2 separate regions of the Sander lucioperca genome follow, and region 1 is linked to region 2. The links are chromatin contacts, called in public Hi-C maps. All regions are on one chromosome and are shown on one strand. The core of a region is the stretch at or near the end of the contact, and the rest is flanking DNA. Distances in the headings are between cores, read along the strand shown. Region 1 holds the start of LOC116048575 (protein adenylyltransferase SelO-like). Region 2 holds the start of LOC116048581 (carbonic anhydrase 1).

Region 1 (5,607 bases), core at 804-3,303, 160 kb before region 2:
TGGGGCCCTTTGCTGCATGTCTTCAGCTGTCCTATATAAATAAAGGCCTAAAATGCCCAACAATTCATCTATAAAAAAATGCTATTTGATTAAGGAACCTGTATAAAAATCCAGATATCTGTAGGGATAAGTTATCACGTTACTCAGCTCAGCCCATGTGTCCACGGCCGATGTGATTTTATAAAAGAAACACCGTTTTTTATTACAAAGAAAAGTCTATCTTGATTTTATTTGGAAAAAAAATCTGTTTTTGAAACTTGATATGTTGTAATTTGTGTTTGTATTTTTAAGTTTATATGTGCACGCCATTAGCAAATGAATCATTACCTGATGACCTCCATATCTGTGGGCAAGTGGTACAGATCCTAATGGCAGTCTTCCTCCGCTGGCATAATGCAGGAAATCATCTGACTGGGTTACAGCCATATCCAAGTCTAAAATCCCTTCAATGACGTCCTGTTGAGACAAATTTAGATATAGTTGAATACTTCACATTTTACTGTGAAAACTGTTCTGCGGTGCTGCCAATGATATTGTACCATCACCTTAGAAATCGCTGCTAGTCTTAACGGGTCTTTCAGTGGGGTTGGATTGGATTTGGAGAATATGCAGTGCTTTACAGAGCGAGCAAAGTTGCCATCAACCTCATCGATCGGGAATGCTTCTGCAGAGGACCGAAAGGATTAAATTGCGACATTATTACTGTTATAACACTCTTTTTACTGACCTCAAAGACACACAAATCACATTTTACCTATTAGCTTCTTGCAGGACACTCTGAACTGGTCCAGGTCCTGTATAAGGTTTGAAACACTCATGTTCCACCTGGATTTGACAGTGTGTTGGGAAAGCTTGCTCTTTGATCCCTTATTGTCATGGATCTCACTATTGCAGTCATGGCGAGTACTTTGGCAGAACTCCAGAACACGTACATATGTGAAGCTGGATGCTACTACCAGAGCAAAAACTAACACTTTGCAGGGGCTCCACATGTCACAGACACAGCAACCTGGCTGTAAGCACTGATGTGGTTGTAGATTTGAAAATGGGTAGTATCATTTCCAGCTGGTGCACACATTGGGGGAAGAAGTACCTGAATCCTGTACTTCACTAAAACTACTAGTACAGTAATATCGCAGTAATAATAATTAATCTATACAACTGCATCATATTGTTTTGATCGTATGTGTTGTATGTAAATTCTGAACCTGCAAAGAAACAAGTAGCCTAACTGAATCTGTAGTGGACTAAAAAGTCCAGCCTTTTCACTCTGACATGTAGCTAGTGGAGTTTAAGGTGGCATTACCACGCAAAGTACAAGCACCTCAAATTGTATAACTTAATGTTATCTTAAATTATGATAATGTGATCTTATATTCAGGAATATGACTAACTACAATGACTAAAACTCAACCTAGAATTATTATTTTTTTAATAGCCGTGTGTAAATAAAAAGCTAGGTTAATTCGGCATTACATCCAAGACAATATATTATTAAGTTTCGAAAACACCACCAATATTTACTACTACTAGCTACGTTAGAGCTATCTAACGTTAGCTGTTAGCAACCTAGCTACTACCCCCAAATAGTACACAAGACACATTTCCCCGGAGACATAAGAAGACAATTTCCTATCTTCAGTTTAAACAGACAACAATCTGTGTTTACATGTACCGCTGCATCCCTGATAATAATGCCATTTTCGAGGAATTAATTAATGTTTATATCAACTCTACCATATATGGCTAACGTTAACGTCAACACCATGCGTAACAACTGTAACTGACTTCCGGTTCCGCTGAAATATATATCCTGTGCCGAAGCCCCACCGCTTGAGAACATGGCGTGCCCGTGGTTGAGGCAGTGCAGAAGGTGGAGTGCAAACTGTACGAGCACGAGTTTGTTTGAAACCTTGTGGCATTGTAATGGCAGGGCTGCGTTCTCTACATCCTCTTTGGGGCAGAGATCCTGGAGCTCCGTACCGGGGAATGAGGTGAGTTGGTGGCTGACTGTTAGCGGTACACCGAACTACATTATATTTCCTAGGATGGCACACCCTAATCTCTCTCTGATTGGCTATTACTCGTTGTCTTCGTTGGTTGGGTTGGTCAGGTTTAGGCAAGAGGAGTGGGATTGGTTAGGCTAAGGGTAAGAATGTCAGGGTAAGCCAATCAGAGCCAGAGTAGGACGGGCTATGCTTTCGCCATCCTGGGAAAAAAAATAAACGTGTGCTGTCAAACCCGGGAAGGTCACTGGCAAGCTGTCAGCCATCCACGCTGAATGGTAGTAATTTTCAGCTATACAACTATCTGTATGTTTTCCTGGTAATGTAACTGCCTTTTGTCTTTCGCGAGAGTGTTTTGTTAGTATTTCGTAGATTAATGTTGACCCATCGACTTGTTGCAGGGGTTGTTGGCTCATTCAGAAATCACTCAGCACAAATAAAGGTCAAGACCTGCCCCTGATATTACAGATTAATTACTCCGAGCACTTTCCTTTACTTGGCTAGCTGTCTGCCTTGAGTCTAACAAATGTTTTGTCAAGTTCCTGTCCATTTAGATTTGATCTTTCATTCATTCATTTGTCATTGATAAACGTTTGTTACTCCCATTTGTTTACAATCTATAGAACACTTGACTTGTCATTGTATTGTTGGTCATTCTTGCTTTTTATATACACACCTATTTTTCATTACTTGTTTGTTTGTACATTAGGTTTGTGTTTATGTTTAGCTCTTTGTTCAGCTTGTTGGTGCTTGTTTTTTGGTTTGTCTATTTCCATCTTCATGTTAGTTAGGACTTGGAACTGTATGTAGGTACATTGAGAATTTCAAAAACCAGAGTTCTTGTATGTGTAGGCCTACTCACATACTTTGCTAATAGAGCTGATTGTAATTACCATAATAAAACGGTTATTAAATGCTGAAAAGAGTCAAAACTACTACACCCCCCCCCCCTCCCTATTCAGTTTACCTATTCATACTGTATAAGAACATCTCGGACCGTTGAAACATTCAAGTCCTTGCTTAAGACCCGCTACTATTCGTTGGCTTTCAATTCAAGTTGAGCTTTGACACCAATTGTCTGTTGGTTATTTTGTAAATAAATAAAAAGATAATGTACACAAACAACTTTTTTTGAGCTTGTTAAGCACTTTGGTCAACTATGGTTGTTTTTAAACGTGCTATATAAATGAAATTGAACTGAACTGAACTTTGTTATTACAGGGGCCACCACCAGCACTACCAACACAGATACACGCCAAAACTAACTTTACCACATCTCTCACCAGGTGAGTTTTCTTAACCAAAGGCTTTGCACTGTACAAACTATTTATAATAATGGTCACCTTACACCACCACACAGTTTTAGCATGCTATACTTTAGCAATTTGGTTAAACATCAAGCAACACAAGATTTACATTATCACATGAAACTTTTTTTTTTTGTTGCTGTGAACTCTAGGAAGAGTAGTGGTTGCCCCGGTAACAGCTAATGGCTATCCAAATAAATTACCGATACATATGAGCCAATATTATTCCTTATTACTTTTCGAAGGGTGTTGTATCCTGTACATATTGTAAATAAAATTAGGCTTTGTAAATAGAATCAAAACAAACAGTATGTTGTAGCACAGTGATCAAGATATAGGCCATTTTCAATAAAATATTCCTCCTTGTGATTACTTTGTGCTTTTCTGTATTTCACTGTTAGTGTATATTGTTTGTCTTTCTCTCCAGACACAAGTCACAGTTGCTGAATCCCACACTACAGCCTCGCTGTTGCAGAAAGACTGTACACAGTGACGCAAAGCTGAAGGACCCCTTCACATTAGCCCAGAAAGATTTAACTAATTTATATGATGACATCAGAAAGGTACATTTTCAATACAGAGAGTGTACTTGCTATGTGTCTCTACATATAACCTAATGGGAATTTTCAGCGAACATTAGGGTAGTTAGTATATAGAGACAGTAGGATTTGAGGCTTGGATTTGACCTGGCAGCTGCATTGACACTTCAATAACAGACAACGAGTGAGCCACCCAATCAGAATCAGAAAAAGGTTTATAGCCAAGAAAGTACTTACAAGGAATTTGCCTTGGTGGTTGGTGCATACATAAACTAACAAACACATTGCACATACATATGAAACAAATATATACAAAGTAGCTGTTTAACATAAGAAAAAATTGGCTGAATGTATTGAGTGCAGAACGTGCAAAAAATATACCGTATGTGCAATGGGCAGATGTATTAGTCCAGGATGTAGGTTAATGCAAAGTGTAGTGGGTGGTGGGGTGGGTTAAGAGTCATCTCTTAAGTGTTGTCATCTCAAAAAGGTTTTGGTTATAAATGAACAGAAGACATTTTACAGTCATGTTGTGTTTGGCAGACGTTTATCTTGGACTGTAGTTGATTGTGATGGAAATAAAAGACATGGATTTGTATTACTCTGCCTCACAGGAGCTATTTGTATCCAAAGAAGAGCTGAAGTCTCTATGTGACTACTACTTTGATGGAAAGGGCAAGGCCATCCGACCATTGATAGTTGTCCTGATGGCCCGGGCACTCAACATCCACAGCAACAGATCCGGGTAAAATTGGATCACCCCAGACTTAGAAATTTCAACTACATTTTTTTTACCATTTACTGCTACTGCTAACCCAAAGTGACCTATGATACATTGCAGAGGGGAGGTGCACCACACCCTGTAATAACTCGTTAGTATATGAAGCATAATCCAGCATTTTATTTCTTCTCACTTTCTGCAATCTGTTATCTGTCCTTGCCCTCTGTAGAGATTTGATCCCAGGGCAGAGGCACGTAGCTATGATCACAGAAATGATCCACACTGCCAGCCTGGTGCATGACGACGTCATAGATGGATCAGATAAACGAAGAGGAAAGAGTACCATCAATGAAGTGTGGGGTGAAAAAAAGGTAAGGGCTCAAAAACCTTTCCTTTCCTCCTCACTTCATATTTTCTACTTTCTACTTTCTACTATTGTCATTATTTTTTTAAGGATATGAATATAATTTGTTTTCTCCCTTCCAGGCCATCTTGGCTGGAGATTTCATCCTCTCAGTTGCCTCCATGGCCATGGCTCGTATTGGTAACAACACAGTGGTAAAAGTGTTCGCCCAGGTGATTGAGGATCTGGTTCGAGGTACAGCAAATCAAGTTGTTCATGCCTTTTTTCCATGTCACTCAGTAATAATCTTAATAAAAGTTGTAGCTAAACTTGTACGAAGCATTTTAAGCACATTGGAAGCTGTAACTTGTAGCAAAAGTTGCTTGCAGGGTTACCGGTAGTTCAGATTTTTTGAAGTGGGGTTGAATGAGATACTTCTCCACAGTCAGTGGTTTACCTACAGTAGCTGATGGTCAGCACGTTCCCAGCTTGGAGAAGCAGGCAGGAGTAATGGAACACAAGCTAAGCAATGTACTGCTGTGGACGGGGCAGCAGCTAAACATATTTAGCCACCTAAGGTTTAGGTGTTGTACACCATATTAAGAATACTTTCCCCTGCTTTACCTTGCCGTCAGACAGCACCAGGCAGTGGTGGCCTAAAGGTTAGAGATGCAAGCTTGTGACCGGGAGG
Region 2 (5,685 bases), core at 837-3,336:
ACACACACACACACACACACACACACACACACACACACACACACACACACACACACACACACAGGATATTTGTTTCTCAGTAGTCAGCATCAAAAGATTAAAAAGGTGCAGAACTGATCTTGAAGAATTTGAGAGATGTGTGGGAGTTAAAGGCATTACTGAAAAAATACAAAAATAAAGAGGCTGTGTGGTATTCATCTTTTCCACTGCACACACACACACACACACACACACACACACACACACACACACACACACACACACACACACACACACACACACACACACACATGATGCATGACGATGACAGCGTCAGATTGTCCTTTATTTAGAAGGGCAGGGTGGAAAACAAGTGAAATAGCAAGGAAAGATTAAGATGCTCTAACTCATCTAGCTCATTCTTAGCAGAAGGTCTTTTGTTTTTTTTTCATCTTGATAAATGTCCACCAGAAATAATCCATCATTGTGTTGGTAATGTAAGCATATTCTTTATTAGCCTATACTTTATCAGATCAGCTAAAGAACAACCAATCCAAAATCCTCCAAATCCTAAATCCTTTTTCTGGTCTCTTACTGAAATAAAATATTTTTACAATCTTATATGAATAAATGCAATTAAACAAAAGAGGAAAACAAACAAACAGTTAAGCTTCATTTTTATAGTATCTCACTTCCACGCACATTTGGCGCATTGATAGTGAACCGAGCCAGAGTTTGTTTGACTCAGAGTAGCCTAACCTTGGTTTCTTTGTTGCGCTTTTGACCTCACAAGCAGCAGAAAAGAGTTGGCGTGGGAAAGGTTTACCACGGGGTTACATTACCAATTCAATTAGTCTCTGCATGCTTTGTGCTTGGCATTTAATGAAGCCCTTGCAGCCTATTTACCAAAATGTATTTGTATTAACGAAATGCATGTAAAAAAATAAAATAAAAACAACCCAAAATAATCTAATAAAAAAAACAAAAATCAATGTTTGTCTGTTGGATCATTATTGTCAAATCCCTGTTGGCGCTACTGGAAACTGGGGCGCAATTACCCATGCATCCACATAAATATTAACATAATATGTTAAATGTTAACATGCTTGAGTTCTATAGTCTTTAAGGTGGAGACTGGGAGAGCTGCTGTTAACACACAGGAGCCATGCATTAAACCTGAATGCCGCATTTAGCAGGTTACTGCATCCTATGAATCATCACCAGGACCTTAATTGTCTTTGTTAGCAACCAAACCAAAACAATAGCCCAGGTACAATACTCTTTCAGCTCCTCTTATTATATCTACAAATATTGGAATAATAATTTAAAAAATAAGAAGATATTGTGTTTTCTCCAGGTTAAGACGATATATTACAATGCACATAATCGGATTCTGGAGCGTTGATACCAAGCCGTGCAGGCTCTCCACTGAGCGCCTGTGTTCATCAAATATTAATGTCACACTAACTTGAGCTGTCGGTGTCATCTGCGAAGGTCACTTGGAAGGAATGTCCGTTGTTGAGGATTTCGAGGCAGGTGGACGGGTCGTACTTCAGGCTGAGCGGCTTCAGCCCCTTGTCGTATGATGATGCACCAGAGACGATGTCAATGGGAGACTGGCGGGGTCCATTGGCAATAGGGAAGTTATCAGCCCATTTGTCGGGTCCTAAAAACAGTATGATAATAAATTGTGATCATAGGAATATTAGTTGAGGCTTTTAATGAAACAAATTGCGCATTTGGGGATGTGCTTCATACGCGCGTCAGAAAAGCCCCCCCCCCCCCCCCAAATGTACAGAATTAAAAATGTCTGTGCATTCTCTGTCCTTCCATTCATTCACTGCCTGACGGAATGACTGGTTTTAACATACCCTCTCATTAATGTCACCTCTGCATTATAGCGTGTACTTGCAATGAGCGCCTCACCGTTGTTCTTTGCGTATCCCCAAGACATGGTAACAGTTTTGGATCTATCAGTATGTAGAGCTGTAATTCCCTAAAGCGAGTCGTCCGTCAGCCCAAAGGAGCCAGTGTCCTCCACCTGACAGCTGCAGACCTTATATAGGGTCCCCTGTGAGCGGTGTGTGTGTCGGACATGATGTCCGCAATGACCGGGAGGAGTTTGGATGCGCCGCAACGTTGCAACACTTTGGATCAATCATCTCTCTCCCTCTCTCTCTCTCTCCCTCTCTCTCTCTCTCTCCCTCTCTCTCCCTCTCTCTCTCTCTCTCTCTCTCTCTCTCTCTCTCTCTCTCTCCCTCTCTCTCTCCCTCTCTCTCTCTCTCTCTCTCTCTCTAACACTTAGGATCAATCATCTCTTTCTCTCTCTCTCTCTCTCTCTCTCCCTCTCCCTCTCTCTCTCTCTCTCTCTCTCTCTCTCTCTCTCTCTCTCTCTCTCTCTCTCTCTCTCTCTCTCTCTCTCTCTCTCGACAGACGAGCAAGATAATATTCCTCGAAAAAAGTTCCCACATTCTCACCTTTCATTCAACAGGTTTAACTTGTCATATCAGTGAATTACGCGAATGTATGCAGGCTAAGTGCCACCTTCAAACTACAGCTGTGTGACATTATAGAAAGAATTGCTTTGGGAATATATAATAATACTAACACGCTAAAACGGAAAACTCCAAGGTTGCCTACTTGTTGTATCACGACTAAATACGAGTAAAACAAACAGACTATACATTTGATGACAATGTAATAATCAATACAGTGTAACACCAATTGTAACAATAGTTGTTAATGTTGGCTTTAACACTGTAGCTTATTTTGATCCAAAAAATACTGCACGGAATCATACGTTATGTTATTTGCAGAAAAAAGAAGTACTTGTTATCTCCTATAGGCAATTAAAACACACTTTTAATCAAAAACACAATTAGTGTCTTTGGACTGATGACTCCGTGTTTACTAATAAAGAATTGACCAACACATTATAATCACATATTAGTAACATACCGGTAGGCCTATGCCTATGTGATTGGCATGACAAGTATTCCATTCATCCTTCTATTGATGATCATCACCCTTGTGGCCAAAACAGCTCAGTGTTCAATGATAGCTCAGCCGATCAGAAAATCAAACATGCGGAGATGAACACAGCTGTGATGGTATTATGATGCCACCTGCTGTCGGTCAATGGGACTACAAGGCTTTTGGTGCGTTTTTTTTTTTTTATTCTCTCCATGCAGGTTTGAGGCATAATAAACATAACCAACAGAAACTAAATTAATATGAATTAATCTTAATCCAATTAAAGTAATATTGCAATACAGTAATTCAAATGTCATGCTGTAATTTCTCCAAAGATAACTTTTAATAATGTCAACTCATAGACCTACTGTACCATGAATTTCAGTATGGCGATAGTGTAATTTGGCGCAAAACGGGGTGCCAAAATTAATTTGATAATGTTAGAAAATCATTATTTGCAACAGATTTAAACTACTGTGCTTTCGTTTTGAAGGCTCCACGTCCAAAAACAAAAAGTTTTCTAAGTGTTTTCTGCTTTTATTCACTGGAAATCAAATATTCAGGGTAATATTTTGGGGGTTTATGACGATAAATTGAACATAAAAGATGTATTTTCTTTTTCTTTTTCTTTTTTTTTTAAATAAAAGTTAAGACTGGAATGAAGTAAGTAGTTTTCTCAATGAAGTTGTCCTTCAAAATGATGGTGTTTTATGTTAGATAGAGTAAAGACACAACAGGTAAGGTGAAATATGTATCGGCTTTAATACAATAGTAGCTGTGTCACTACACACACACCCACCCACAGGTGAGCTGTGTTTAGTCTGTGCAGTCTGTAGATGTGTTCAAGTTGTAGTTGAATCCAGTCTGGACCCTGATTGGCTGGAGGCCTGGATCTGTGCCTTCATACAAACTCTCCCGACTATCATCTCCATCTATACAGATGCCCTGCTTCTCAATGGTGTAGTTCAGCACAGCAAACGGGGCCACGGGTGACTTAGCTATCAGTATCTGTCTCTGGTGTGCGTCCACATACTGGACAATAAGACGTGTGTTGACACTGTGACTCCAGGTGTTACCCAGAGCCGCTGTCACAAACCCAGAATCCACCTCAGATCCCACATGAGTTGTGATCTGGTTGGTGAGTACCACAGGTATGTTGAACTGGTGGGCCAGGTATTTCAGGGTGGAGGCCTCGTGACCCAGCAGGTTGCTGCGGTGCATCAGGTTGCCAGGCAGCGTTGTGTCAAACTCCTTTCTCACCACTGAGGCTACAGAGTCCAGGATGATGAGACCCGCTCCGGTTGAAATGATGTCCTCTTCTAATCTATCCAGCCTGTTGAGGACATCTTGACAGGTGAGCTCCCTGAAGAGGTGCACCCGCCCGGCCATCTGAAGGACTCTCTCCTTACCGCTGAAGTAGTCTGGGAACCGACTCTGAGCGATCTCTACCAGCCTCTCGGCAGAGAAAGCTGACTCTGTGTCGATGTAGATCACACTGCTCTCCAGGCCGCCCTCACTCTTTGGCAGAGTGGCCAAAACACTCAGCATCAAACACATCTGAGTCTTCCCACAACCAGAGGGCCCTGTGACCTCTGTGATGGTCCCACGGGGCAGGCCTCCTCTCAGAAGTTTATCCAGAGCAGGCAACGACGTGGAGAAACAGGACTGTTGCTTCCACAGCTCCAGAGCCGTCGTGACTGGCGGTGCAACGGCTTTGCTCACTGACTGCAGCAGCACTGAGGCCTTCTGGTAGCTCAGCCCTGCAACATGCATAACTTCAACAGCAGACAGAGACAATAGGTCCTTGCAACTTTCTATTTGATGTCGTTTGAGTTGCTCACACATGTCATGTGATACGCCGGTTCGCTTTAGTATTCTGGTCGCCATTTTTTAAGACGGAAAAAACAGGTTCGACATTTGACAACTTCAACAACGGAGTTTCTTTCCCCCCCCCTAGGATGCTCATGGATGTATGATGGCGAAGGAATGACCCGCCTTACTCCCCCTCTGATTTGCTAGCACTCGCTGCTCTGGTTGGTTAGGTTTAGGCAAGAGGAGTGGGATTGGTTAGGGTTAGGGTAAGAATGTCAAGGTAAGCCAATCAGAAGTGTGAGAGAAGGAGCGCAGGGCGGGACCATGGGCGGGACATGGGAAAACGGTGTCAACAGTTGTCGCAAACAGATGACGTGATAGAAAAGGCACCCATATGTCAATGGTTCTATCGAGCACGTGAGGATATCAACACCAAACATCAGCTCCTAAATTACGGTGTGTTTCTAAGTTTTCATTGTTAAGTCCTTACGCTATAAACGCACTGTTTTCGTGCTTTCGTCATCTTCACTAGAAGGTGACGAAAATAACTGTAGTCTCACATGTAACGCTGGTTTATTACTTAAAGGTTGTCTAGTTGCCGTAACCAGTGATGGAAGAAGTACTTAGATCTTGTACATAGTGTAAAAATATAATAAAATACTGTTACAAGTCCTGCATTCAAAATCTTACTCATGTTAACATATACACGTATATAAGCATTTTTAACTAGCTAACGTTATAACGTTACTAGTACCAAAAGTACTCATTACGCAGAATGGCCCTTATATATACAGTATATTATATCACTGGATTATACATAGTGATGCAATAATCTGTAAGAAATGCATCAGTAATCCATACATCAGAATGTATTTGTATTTTTATATTTTGTATTAATCTAAAACGGTCAAATGTTGTCAA

The links. Hi-C and Micro-C count contacts between places; a contact is called where the count stands out from the background.
Region 1: a Hi-C map of liver shows a contact between it and region 2, with 3 times the contacts expected there. The contact joins the promoter of LOC116048575 here to the promoter of LOC116048581 in region 2. A contact is called at or near these places in 2 of 2 Hi-C or Micro-C datasets (liver and muscle).

The regions. Positions count from the first base shown.
Region 1 is chr23:7,574,380-7,579,986 of SLUC_FBN_1.2, reverse strand. LOC116048575 (protein adenylyltransferase SelO-like) reads right to left here and starts at 2,053. Exons shown (of 19, transcript XM_035998079.1): 1 at 1,831-2,053; 2 at 546-664; 3 at 328-456. The coding sequence starts at 1,843. pdss1 (decaprenyl-diphosphate synthase subunit 1) reads left to right here and starts at 1,786. Exons shown (of 11, transcript XM_031297743.2): 1 at 1,786-1,994; 2 at 3,228-3,292; 3 at 3,741-3,876; 4 at 4,467-4,597; 5 at 4,803-4,944; 6 at 5,060-5,171. The coding sequence starts at 1,842.
Region 2 is chr23:7,413,261-7,418,945 of SLUC_FBN_1.2, reverse strand. LOC116048581 (carbonic anhydrase 1) reads right to left here and starts at 2,086. Exons shown (of 7, transcript XM_031297748.2): 1 at 1,906-2,086; 2 at 1,448-1,645. The coding sequence starts at 1,933. rbis (ribosomal biogenesis factor) reads left to right here and starts at 4,567. Exons shown (of 4, transcript XM_035998082.1): 1 at 4,567-4,752. rad51b (DNA repair protein RAD51 homolog 2) reads right to left here and starts at 5,029. Exons shown (of 1, transcript XM_031297746.2): 1 at 3,618-5,029. The coding sequence starts at 4,839. The coding sequence ends at 3,769.